Linked DNA regions of Canis lupus: region 1 is linked to region 2. The links are chromatin contacts, called in public Hi-C maps. All regions are on one chromosome and are shown on one strand. The core of a region is the stretch at or near the end of the contact, and the rest is flanking DNA. Distances in the headings are between cores, read along the strand shown.

Region 1 (6,295 bases), core at 3,727-6,226, 180 kb before region 2:
GTAGACAGAAGGTTGAATGGCATGAACAGGGGAGGGGGGATAGATAACTGGATATACCGAAGCGCGAGCAGGAGGTGAACGAGCTAATGAGTAGGATAGAGAGGTGCATGGTTAGCTGTATGAATGAATGCACCGGTAGCTGGATAAATAGGTGAATAGGAGATGAAAGGGAGGTAGGGCAGACGAGCAGATGGCTGGCTAGCTGGAGGATGGTTGAGTCAATGGGTGAGCAGATGGGTAAATGGAAAGATGGATACATGAACTGATGGAATTATGGGTGGGCTGAAGAACACACAGACGGGTAAATGAGAAGGTGGCTGAGTAGGAGGGTGAGTAGATGGATGGACAGTGGAGGAAGGGTGGATAAACAGTTGAGAGACGGTGGGTGGACAGGTCATAGCAACCACCCGAGGACTGGAACCCCAGAGGTGTTACCTGCCTTCAAACCCATGAACCTCACCCAGGGCTGTGCCCACCAAGGCCGCTCCATAATGTCTTCCAGCCTCGGAAGCCTGGTCCTGGCTGGAGTGGAGGGTCTTGAGGACCACAGGTGGAGGGTGGAACCCCTTGCCCCAGGTGGAGATTCAGGGAGCCACCTTTACTCCCTGCTTCCCATGGCCAGAGCCTTTCAGCAACATGCCCTACCACCCGGGCCTCTTGGGGGTAGAAGAGACGGGACTTACCTTCTCCAAGTAGTTAAACTCCATCGCGATCTCCCGGAAGAAGAAGTAGATGTGGCTGCCCCACTCCACGGCATGGACAAAGTAGGGCTCTGTAGGAGAGGAGGGGTCAGAACCGAGCCTCTGACATGAGGAATGGAGTTTCTGGGGTGTGAACAGATCAGCTCGGGTGAATTATTTTACAGAGAAGGGGGGACACTGGCCGATTACCCAGGCAAACTAAAATAGACTCAAAGATTTTTTTTGGGGGGGAATGCTGGGTGTCAGGATCCCAAAATCACTATGTCTACCCTTCACAAACAGCAACATCCACTATTTTTGTCACCTTCCTCCTTCATGTGTTGAACCCCTCTTGTGGTTCCAGTTCAAGCTTCTAAACCACCCATTTCCAGCAAGTTCTACTTCAGATCCAACTGACATCTTTCCTCTACTTTATCTTCTAAGAAGTCAGTAGGTTGCAAAGATGGGATGGGAGTCTCCTTCCTGTCTCCTCTGGGGGGGGGGGGGATTCGATGAATGCCTGCCCCACCTTTGAACCACTTGGAGTCGTGTTTCACGGTTCTCAGAGTGGGCCGGTCCCCCAGGCTGCGGTAGATGACAGCATCGATGGCTAGGAAGTCGGTCACCGTGGCGGTGAAGAGCATCCCTTCTGGATGGGCGTGAGTTGGGGGGAAGCAGGTGAGAAGTTGCGTCAGATCACAGAGGCCAGGGGCAGGGTGGGTCACAACTTGATCTTGTTCCAAGACTGAGCCCAGAGCCCACGGGAGCTCCTGTCCCTAGGCTGAGCCCGGGCCCCACCTAGGCCCAAGCCCAGGATGATCTCCAGCTGCCCCAGCTGAGCCCTGACCTTGGCTGAGTGCTGACCGTGGCCAAGATCCTGTGTGTTTCACACACATCTGGACAGACAGATGGCCTCCCAGCCACCTTCATGATCACCCAACTCCAAGAATAGAAAATGCCACCACTGGTCAGGGCTGGGGGCCCATCAGACGGTCAGCGCTGGGGGACACTCACCAGAGAAGAGGGCAACGTTGGCATGTTTGGGATCGTACGGGCAACGGGCCATGCCGCTGATGTTGTCACCGAGGGGCTGCAGTGTGTCCATCTGTGGGTGGGGGGGCACAGGGCCTGAGTGACAGCGCTCTTGGCCACACCAGGCAGTCGTCCCCCCGCCCCAGCACCCTGGGCCCTGAGGGATCTTGGCTCCACCTCGGATGCTTGTGTGACTTGGACAACCGCTTAAACTGTCTAGGGCGCTTAGTTTACTCTTCTGCGAACAGGTCTAAGAGTCAATCCTTGTTAATCCTATAACTGGATTCTAGCTTAAGTAGCTGTGGCTTCCCGGATCTCCTCTGGAAGCCTCCTAGGGGGCTCTGGGGGGTGGGGGGCGGAGGAGGGCATATCCAGTAAGGCTTCCCGTAGGAGGTGATGTGGCCTGGGGAAAGGGCACGGCCAGTGAGGGCAGGTGAGCCTAGGCCAGGAGGTTGGACCTGGGGCAGGCGGGGCGTCCCGGGGGGAGACTCACGCTGTAGTTGGCGCACACGGGGTTGAAGGCGTTGGAACCGCACACGAAGAGCGTGGATTCGTCCCGAAGAAGCAGCACCTTTACAAAATTTCGACACTCGCCCTGGGTGGGGCGAGAAGAGAGAAGCCGTGGTGGGCGTGGCCACGGTGTGGGCGTGGCTAGTTCGGGGGCGGGGCCGGGTGTGGGCGGGGCCAGTGCGGGGGCGGGGCCGGGTGTGGGCGGGGCCAGGACTGGGACCCCGTCTGGGGGTGTGGGACTTGAGCTTCCGGGACTGACCGGGGCTGTGGGCGTGGCCACGCCTGAGGACCACTTGGGGGCGTGGCCAGGCTCGGGGCGTGGCCATGGCAACCCGAGGGCTCCGGCCGGGTGGGGGCGTGGCTGGAGGCGTGGCCAGGGCGCACTCACCTCCTGCTTGCCCTTCATGCGACACACGTTGATGTCACTGGGGTTGGAGCGCCAGGTCAGTTTCTGGGAGCAGAGGGAGTGTGAGGGGAGCGGGATCCCTGGCGCCCGATTCCTGCTCCCCAGCATCGCGTCAGGGCCCCCGCGCAGGAGCCTCCAGGGCTGCCCCCACCCCTCCCACCTGTGCCCCCTCCTCACCCGCTGGTACCGCAGCTCCGTGGTCGTGGGGGGCTCCAGCTCCACCCGGTACAGGTTGTCCCTAGGGCAGAGGCACAGTCAGTGAGGATGGGGGCCTCCATCACCCCCCGGCCCCCACTCCCCGTTCTCCAACAGGTCACACGCAGGGGTGAGCAGGGGCCGCAGCTGCGGGCAACTGCAACACCAAACATGCCCTCGCGTGCTTGCTCATGCCATCGCACGCATCCCCACGCCCGAAAATGACCCACGGGTTCTAGCACACTCCAAACGCCTTGACAACGCCAGCTCGTGCTTACACACCCCATGGCCTTAGGGGCCTACAGCCAACCCCGTGAACTGTCCAATGCCTTGCCATCGGGTGCCGTCAGGTGCCCCTCCCACCACCTCCAGTCTCCCCCAGGTTCTTCCCTCTCACCCCCCGCCGCAGAAACTGCCCTGGTCAAGGTCACTGACAACCCCGTGCCAAGTCCAGCAGTCACTTCTCTGTTCCCCTCGCCCCCACTGCAGGGTCTGACTGGCTCCTACCCCTTCTCCTGGGAACTCCTCAGGGATCCGGCTCCCCCGCCCCCATCTGGCCCCCTCGGTCTCCCACCCCTCCCCCCTCTCCTCTGGAGTAACCCCGTCTATGCCCACAGTCCTGTCTCCAGCCTGGCCCCACCCTGAGGTCAGCTGACCCTGGAGATCCCCTTGCTGGGGTTCCGGGGCGTCCGTCACTCAGCTTGGCCACGCTGCCCCCAACTGTCCCCTACACCTGCTCCTGCCCCATCGCTCATCTCAGCTGAGGCCACTCTGTCCTTCAAGGGGCAAAGGCCACAACTTGGGAGTCATCCTCAACTTGCTGCCTCTCCTCCTCTCCCACACATCAGCCAATACCATCAGCTCTGCCTTTAATGTCCACCAAGAATTTACCCCCTTCTCGTGCACTCCGGGGCCACCACCCCAGTCCACCATGAACAGGGCAAGTCGCCTTCGCTTTGGCCTTCCTGCTCAGGCCCTCGATCGTCCTTCCCTCAGCAGCCATCAGAGGGCGCCCAAGAGCACCTGAGTCTGGTAGGCCCTCTGCCCCCAGCCCTCGGGGGCTCTCCATCACTGGGGTAAAAGCCCAAGTCCTCCCTGAGGCCCCCAAGGCCCCACACAACCTGCCCTGTCCCTTCCCTGCCCTCCCTGCCTCCCTCTCTCTCCGTCACCCACTCTGCCCCAGCCAATTGGGCATCCTCAATGTTTTTCCAATACACCAGGCCAGGATCCTGCCCCAGGACCTTTGCATAGATTGTGCTCTCTGCCCAGATTTCTCCCTCTCCCCCAAGATGTCCCCATGATTGACTCAGGTCTCAACTCAAATGTCACCTCTCAGAGAATCCCTGGAGCCCCGCATCAGCACCCTCTAGAAACCCAGTGAATTTTGACCAAAGAGCTATCCCCACCTGCAAACACACCATAGCAGACTCTGGGCTGTAACCACAAGTGGAGTTGAGACAGCACCCTTTATAAAGCCCCAAGGACGCCAATTTGTACTCCAGGCAAACAACATGGCCCAGAATCCAACCGCCCCCAAAATGCCACCACCTGCTCCCCACACCTCACCCTGCACACTCTGCCCGACAATCCCTCATACCTGTCCCCGATGAATAGGGTCCTGTTGACCCGCAGGACTCGCTGGATGTGGAGGTCTTCAGCACCCTCTGCTGGGGTCAGGCGTCCTGGCCCGCTGCCCACGAACACGGGGTAGTGGTTCAGGTCTGGGGGAGGGTTTGGGGAGGGGTGTGATCCAGGGCTGGGGTGAGCCTGGCCTGGTGAGGCCCCCAGGGAAGTGGGCAAGCAGACCCAGCTTTGGGGAGCAAGAACCCTCCCTCGGGTCACCTGCTCCCCCAGGACCCCCACTCACAGTCCCTGGGGGCCACGCTAAGCGGCGGCGGCTCCTCGGGGAAGAGGCCGTTGGCTCCCCCCAGTAGCAGCAGTAGGAGCAGTGGGGCCGGGCGAGGAGGGGGCGCTCGCGGGGTCCGCATGGCGAGGTCCGGGCGACGAGAAGTGACACCTGCGGGCGGGGGGGGGGGGGGGGGGGGGGGGGGGGGGCCTGGCGGTGAGCGGCGCGGCCTGCAGTCCCGCCCTCCGCCGAGAGATGGCGCGCGCGAGCCGCAGCGGCCTGGGCCTTCAAACCCCGGAAACATCCCCGGGGGCAGTAACAAAACATAACACCAAGCGGGCAGTAATAGTAACGCCAGCACTTATGGAATCATCAGAAAGTTCTTTTTTTTTTTTTTTTTTTTTTTTTTTTTTAGAAAGACCTTTCTGACCACATCGTAGTGAGAGGTGAGAGCTCCGGAAACGGAACGGGTTCTAACAACCACCACCACCACCACCACCACCACCACCACCACCACCACCACCCCGTAATGACAATATTTAAATGATTTTTAAATTAAATGATTTTAAAGAATCAAAAAGCATCATGAGAATGACACACACAACACTTCGAAACACGTACTTGAATAGTTCAATCTTAAAACATATATTCAAGGATTCTTAGAATTAAAACACAACAATCCTGGGGCGCCTGGGTGACTCAGTGGGTGTTAAGCAAGTGACCCTTGATTTCTGCTCAGGTCGTGCTTTCTGGGGGGACGGGGGGAGGATGATCCAGCCCGGTGTTTGCCTCAGCACTGAGTCTGCTTGTCCCTCTCCCTCTGCTCCTCACCCCCGCTTGCTCATGCTCTCTCTCTCTCCCTCTCAAATAAATTAATAATTAAATAAAATCTTAAAAAAAGAAAAAAACCCCACAACAATCCTAAAATGAAAGGCTCAAAAAAATTTGTTTTTTCAAAGTCTCTCAGAATTTTATAAACTACAATCTGGGAACTGCTATACTTTAGAATCGTAGAATATTCCAGCTGGCGGGGGACCTCAGAGGGACCCCGGCAAGTTTGACTTCCTTCCCCACTCCAGCCTTCCTGGCCTCTGCTGGAATACCTGTGTGACAGGCACCTCACTACCTCTCAAGGGAGCTTTCCTCAAGGGAATCTGGAGAACCTGCCCGGTGGTGTGCGGCGTGGAGGCTTCCTCCGGTTGATGATCGACAGTCGGTGGAAGTGTGAGCAGAACTCACCCTCTGGAACCCAGCCCTCCACAGCCCTGCCAGCAGGGGTGCAGTCTGGTGGTCCTGAGTAAGGAACCTACGGCCTCGTCCTTCCGGGAAGCCCCAGGCAAGGCCTGTGCCTCAGTTTCCCCATGCGCGCAGCAGGGACATCTCCACGCCCTGTCCTGGCCTCAGAGCTCCGAGATTCTGAACCTCTGGAGGTGAAGGTGGTATGAGGACTTTGGCCCTACAGTGCCTGCCTCTGAGGATTCAGAGCCAAAAAACAGAAAAGCCTTGCGTGGAGCAGCAGAGCTTCCTCTTCGTGACCCTGGACTTCCTGGATTTGTGACTCAGCAGACGCCCGGATCCTACGTGTTGGTGGGACATGCCTCTGCTTCCTTAAGAGTTTCCTTCCCT
Region 2 (6,464 bases), core at 2,201-4,700:
GAAGACACTTACGAAAACCCACGGTGAGCAGCATACGTCATGGCACAAGATTGGCTGCTTTCCCCTGAGACTGGGAATAAAGCCGGCCTGTCTACTCCCATCATTCTTTTTTTTTTGACCTGAGCCAAAGGCAGACGCTTAACTGCTGAGCCACCCAGGTGTCCCTACTCCCATCGTTCCTGTCCAGTGTGCTGGAGGCTGTAGCCAGGGCACTGAGAAAAGGAAACAAAGCCATCTACTTTGGAAGGAAGTGAAAAAAAAAAAGTCTTTTTTCATGGATGACATGATTGTGCAGTTTACACATGCATAGTTTATTATATACCAAGTTTACCTCAATAAAGCTATTGTTGGGGCACCTGGGGGGCTCAGCGGTTGAGCATTTGCCTTCGGCGCAGGTCATGGTCCCGGGGTCCTGGGATCAAGTCCCTCATCAGGCTCCCTGTGGGAAGCTTGCTTCTCTCTCTGCCTGTGTCTCTGCCTCTCTGTGTCTCTCATGAATAAATAAATAAAATCTTTAAAAAAATAAAAAATGAAACTTTTTTCTTTTAAAATCACAGATACAGGAAAACAGGTGGTTCCTTAAAATTTAAACATAGAATTAGCATGTGATCGAGCAAGTCCGCACCTAGGTTTATACCCAAAATAATTGAAAATAGGGACTCAAACACTCATATACTAAATTTCATTGCAGCACTGGTCATAATAGGCAGAAGGTAGAAACAACCCAAATGTCCGTCAACAGATGAATGGATAAACCAAAAGTGGTCCATCCTTAAACTGGAATATTATTCAGCCATGAAAACCCAGGAAGCACTGAAACAACCTGATACAATGTAGAGGAACCTTAGAAGCATGATAGTCAGGGAGGGAAGCCAGACACAAAAAGCCACAAGGTGGGTGATTCCATTTACATGAATCTTCCAGAAGGGCCAAATCCAGAGAAGTGGGATGGGGACGGGGTTTCCTTTTGGGCTGATGGAAATATTTTGGATCTAGACAGAGATGGTGGTTGCACAACATTGAGAATGTTCTAAGCGCCACTGAACAGGTACCTTTCAAGATGGTTGTTTTAATGTTTCATTATCTGCTTTAACATGGTAACTTAGGGGCATCTGGGTGACTCAGTGGTTAAGCATCTGCCTTTGGCTCAGGGCACGATCCCATGATCCCGGGGTCCTGGGACCGAGTCCCACATCGGGCTCCCTGCAGGGAGCCTGCTTCTCCCTCAGCCTATGTCTCTGCCTCTCTCTGTGTGTCTCTCATGAATAAATAAAATCTCTTAAAAAATGGGTAATTTATTTCAATTTAAAAAGTTACAGGGATCCCTGGGTGGCGCAGCGGTTTGGCGCCTGCCTTTGGCCCAGGGCGCGATCCTGGAGACCTGGGATCGAATCCCACATCAGGCTCCTGGTGGATGGAGCCTGCTTCTCCCTCTGCCTATGTCTCTGCCTCTCTCTCTCTCTCTCCCCGTGACTATCATAAATAAATAAAAAATTAAAAAAAAAAAGTTACAGACACACAAAAAAGTTTCTCTCTTACTTGTTATCATAAGGAAGCATGCACTCCTGCTACTCAATAACATTTCTGCTAGAGACTTGAGGAGGGCTGGAGGGTCAATTATTTATTAATATTTTTTTAAAGATTTATTTATGTATTTATGAATTTATTATAGATACAGAGAGAGAGAGAGGCAGAGACACAGGAGGAGGGAGAAGCAGGCTCCATGCCGGGAGCCCGACGCGGGACTCGATCCCAGGACTCCAGAATCGCACCCTGGGCCAAAGGCAGGCACCAAACCACTGAGCCATCCAGGGATCCCCTATTTCTTAATATTTTAAAAAAGATTTTATTTATTTATTCATGAGAGACACAGAGGCAGAGACACAGGCAGAGGGAGAAGCAGGCTCCCTGCAGGGAACCCGATGTGTGACTCAATCCCAGGACCCCTGGGATTTTTTTTTTCTTAATTTTTAACTTTTTTAGGGAGAAAGCACACGAGAGCATGCTCATGCAAGTAGGGGGAGAGGCAGAGGGAGAGAGAGAATCTTAAGCAGACTCCACACCCAGCAGGGATCCCAACACAGGGCTTGATCTCACGCCTCTGAGATCATGAGCTGAGCTGAAATCAAGAGTCAGACACGTCACCAACTGAGCCACCCAGGCACCCCCGGAGGGGCGTTTCTTAAGGCCCTTGATAAGAAAGGGAAAACACATGTATCATTAGATGCCGCTGACGTCCAGCATCTCCTCTCGGAGAAGCGGTAACTAAAGTGTCTCTGGCGGATAACTCACTCCTGCTTCTTTCTCCAACCCCCAAGTATGTGTGAGTGTAGGGGTGTCTTCACAGTTCACGGTCCTGCAATAAAAAAAGACCCCTCACCCACAGCTACGGAGGCGCTGTGTGAACGGTGTCTAGCTACCACTCGCCCATGTCTTATCTTGAGGGAAAAACTAAGAGGTCTTTGTTGAAATGCCCTTTTCATTGACGTGTTTAGCTCAGAATCCCTCACCTGTTGCTGCAAAAAGAACCAATTGCATAACTAATTTAGGGGATCTGAAAGAGCAGGGAGTGACCCCTCATCTTTGTAGGAGATTTCCCCTAAAAATATGGTCTTGTAGGCGTGGGGCGATTTGAGGAGGCGCTGACTGGGCGGCGTCTACCTTGTGGTCCGTCCTCTGGGTCTCTGCTCGAGGGTGTGCTTTCAAAACATCCTTAAACTTTCTCGGACATCCCTCCCCCATTGGATTTCCCTTCCCTTGAGAGGATGGCATCTGATTCCCTCCCCTCGATGCGGGCCAGACTTAGCAGCTGCCTCCCAGCGAGGAGAGCAGGCTGGAAGCGACACCGTGTGACTTCCAAGGCTGCAGGATATGGCCTGCACACGGTCTCCAGACGCGGTCGCACTGGGCCTTGGGGCTTCTACACACGAATTTTAGGAGGACACGAGGCAGGCCACAGAAGTCCCTGAGCTTGGAGCAGCCTGTTAAGCCAAAAGATGACTTTTTTGTGATGACTCTACATGGAAAATCTGTGTCCCTGAAAGATGCATCTCCCACCTTCCTCTTTCCCTCCCCAGCCAGGGACAGTCTGCCACCCCCTGGGCTCCTGTGTCCCTAAGCACACAGCAGGACTAGAGTTAGTGCCCTCTGCCAGCTTGTGGGCTCTTGATAGGGGCCTGGGCTTGCACACCGGGGTCCCCCAGCTTCCAGCATGTGACCTGCACACAGTAGGGGTCCGGAAGATCAGCAGCTGTGGCCGGAGGCATAGACGGAGAAAAGGCCGTGCTCAGCAACCCGGATGGGTCTACTCCCTTCAGGGACACGTGGAGACTGTTTCTTAGGAACTGAGCCATGGCAGATTTCCCCAGAGGCAGGCATTTCCCCCGGGAGGAGACAGACATAGTAAACAAACTCTTGGGGAACCGTGCGATTCGGGGAGTAATTATAGACATGCAAATTCCAGCCACAAGCTACATTTAACACTGTTCCACTTACTATTGCTGCATCACCAACTGCCCCAGAACGCACAGGCTTGAAATAATCCTCGTTTTCGTCTATCTCACCGATTCTGTAGGTGAGGAATGTGGGCAGGCCTCAGCTGGGGGGGCTTCTTCTATTACATGTGAGTAGTGGCAGCTAGTGGATGATGGGGCTGGAAGGTTCGAGACGGCTTCATTCTTACAGGGGACAGCCAGGAGCAGATGGCCAGAAGGCTGGGCGCTGCTGGGATGGTGGACTGGTGGACGGGGGATGGGGGGGATGGGGGGAGGTGTTTGCTGGCGGCCCATCCAGTCTGACGATCCTCAGGATGTTGACTTCTTTCTTGGCGGCTGGCCTCCCCAGGGCGGGCCGGTCAAGAGAGCCCGGGGAGGCTCCTGCCCTTCCATGCCCTAGCCTCAGAAACCCCCCGCACTATTTCTCCTTTACCCTATAGGTCAAGCAGACACGTGTCCACAGACGTTCAAGGGGTTGGGATATAATCCCCACCTCTTGGTGGGAGAAGGTCAGAGAATGTGGGGGCCGTGTTTTAAAAGTGCCACCACCAGCTATTAACCTAGCAAAGGAGGGGGATGAGGAGAGGGAGGGAGAGACAGGCCTCAGGACAAACCGCCCCTGCTGATTCCTTGACCTTTGACTTCCAGCCTCCAGAATAGGTTTGTCTTCAGCGCCCCTCTCCCCTTGGTCTGTGATATTTTGTATTTTGTTAGGGCAGTCTGCCTTAGCCTATTTGGGCTAACAAAATACCAGGAGCTGGGTAGCTTATAGACAACACATCTCCATTTCTTACAGTTTCCAAGCCTGCATGACTGGGCGAGGGCCCCTTCCTGGCTCATGGACAGCCAACTTCCCAACTTCGCACCGTGCCCTCCTCCACCTGGAGGAAGGGGCAGGGAGCCCTCTGGGGCCCCTCTCAGAAGGGCGCTCATCCCATTCACGGGGCTCCACCCTCCCTCCCAGAGGCCGGGCCTCCTAATACCATTGCCTTTCCAAGTTGGGATTTCAGCATCTGAATGGGGGGCGGGGGTGGCGGGGGGCATTCAGCCAGTAACACAGTACTAGCAAATGAAGATTGTTATTTATATAATTTCCGCACCAGCCTCCCCCACTTACACCAGATTCTGGAGTTAAGAGGTTTTTATCTTTTTTTTTTTTTTTTTTCTGCCATCTGCATCCCAGCTGCTACAACAGGGCCTAACACCCTGGTAATCTCATGAAGTACTTACAGAGTGAATGAATCCGCCTAACCTTTGGCTTTGCTATTTGAGATCTATTATATCTATTTTCACGATTTTCCTGAACCTTTAGAATATTTCCTAATTAATAAGATTTTAAGGAGCACTAGGATGAAAGCCCCCCAGCCTGGTTTGGCGCACCCCTAGTGGTCCCCGTGGCCTCTGTGGCCCTTTGGTGCACCCAGAGCGCGCAGCCGGCGCATGTGGCCGGGTTCCCCGCGTGGCTGCCGCGTGGGCAGCTAAGGAGCACACCTGGCCCCGCCGAGCGCAGCTGGCCCAAGGCTCCAGGTGTGCTTGAGCACCAACCGGGCCAGGCTCGGGCCAGCGAGGGGGACCACAGGCTCTCCCAATGTGGGGGGTTGGCCAGGAGGCAATGTCCTGGCCTGGGCCACAGTCGCCGCCAAATAACAGCCCCTACCCTGTTTTCCGAGGCTGCCTCCCTGGAAGCCTGAGGGCGGCCCACAAAAATCAGAATGAAAGAGGGGCACCTGGGTGGCTCCGTGATTGAGCATCTGCCCTGGGCCCAGGGCGTGATCCCGGGGTCCTGGGATCGAATCCCACATCGGGCTCCCCGCAGGGAGCCTGCTTCTCCTTCTTCCTGTGTCTCTGCCTCTCTCTCTCTCTCTCTCTGTGTCTCTCATGAATAAATAAAATATAAAAAAAATCAGAATGAAAGAGAAGGAGATGGAACGTGCCAGCACCACGGAATCAGCCGTCATTCTTAGGCAGGGTGGTGCCATGGTTAAGACGCGCTTCCTGGAACGATCCCTTTATCCACTCAGCATAATGTGTGGAGCGCCCGACGTGTGCCAGGCACTGTTCTAGAAACACAGAGCATTAAGCATCAACAGACAAAGATCGCTGGTGACAAGGGGAGAAAAGAAAGAGCAAAGTCAGGGGGTCTTGGGGAGAAAGAGTTCCTTGCTGATTTTTATGGTCTGCCCATTTCCGGACCGTAGATCCTCCCACCACGATGATCTCCAGCTCCCCAGGGGGGAGTCGCAGAGCAGGAAACTGGGGAGAGACCATCACGTAGCATTTCCACGCAGAGGCAGGAGGCGCCAGTCACCCGGGGAGCGGGGCTAATGAGCAATATGTAGTAACGAGGAGGTGATGCGTGTTCAGTATTTATCATCTTTGTTTTTACATGATTTGTTAAGTTTTAGGTACCTGTAATTTAATTTTCAGTACTGGCTGCGTTTGACATCTATTGTCAAAAAATCCTGGCGATGTAACGACTCTCGGAAGCCAGGACGTGGGGTCTCCAGCCCAGCCTGGCGGGGAGACTAAGGTCCTCGTCCACGGGTGGGAGCCGGGGCCAGTGAAATCTAAGGTGGCTGTGGGCACGTCCTTACTCTGCTCTGGGGCGAAGCGCAGCTAGGGGAGCTCCGGGACCTGGGGCTCCCCCAATCTCTCTCCTTTCCCATGCCCACATTCTGTTCTTCGACTTTCCTCCGGAGGGTAGAGGAGTCCAAGGTCAGTTCCCCCCATTCCCGGGGTCCCTCCCCCCACCACCAAATGTCACTGCTATCTTGCCCTATTGGTTACCCTCAATCTCATTCAAACTTCAGCCCTTCCTTCTCCCGCTTCTGATTTTCCCTTCAAGTGGGCGAGTTAGTATGCGTTCCCGATGCAGGCCAGAAAATCCAGAACTGCAGGGACTTAGGAAGATAGAATCTGCGACGTGCCTGGACCCCAAGCACAGGACGCTCAGTGAGAGGACCAGACACA

Evidence for each region. A called contact is a pair of places that touch in the nucleus more often than the background predicts.
Region 1: a Hi-C map of blood shows a contact between it and region 2, with 6 times the contacts expected there. The contact joins two enhancer-like sites. A contact is called at or near these places in 2 of 9 Hi-C or Micro-C datasets (both in blood).

The regions. Positions count from the first base shown.
Region 1 is chr20:55,560,197-55,566,491 of UU_Cfam_GSD_1.0, reverse strand. It overlaps SEMA6B (semaphorin-6B), which reads right to left. Exons shown (of 20, transcript XM_038567719.1): 2 at 4,691-4,840; 3 at 4,421-4,544; 4 at 2,806-2,866; 5 at 2,611-2,673; 6 at 2,206-2,307; 7 at 1,695-1,785; 8 at 1,210-1,329; 9 at 684-772. The coding sequence starts at 4,811. Among named protein-coding and RNA genes, the nearest start is that of LRG1, 14 kb to the left of the region's middle. Within about 2 kb of position 4,976, at least 7 of the 20 cell types and tissues checked have an H3K27ac peak or open chromatin away from gene starts, as enhancers often do. A contact at or near this core is called in blood, where this site is marked.
Region 2 is chr20:55,373,622-55,380,085 of UU_Cfam_GSD_1.0, reverse strand. No RefSeq gene overlaps it. Among named protein-coding and RNA genes, the nearest start is that of FEM1A, 7.3 kb to the right of the region's middle. Within about 2 kb of position 3,450, at least 3 of the 20 cell types and tissues checked have an H3K27ac peak or open chromatin away from gene starts, as enhancers often do. A contact at or near this core is called in blood, where this site is marked.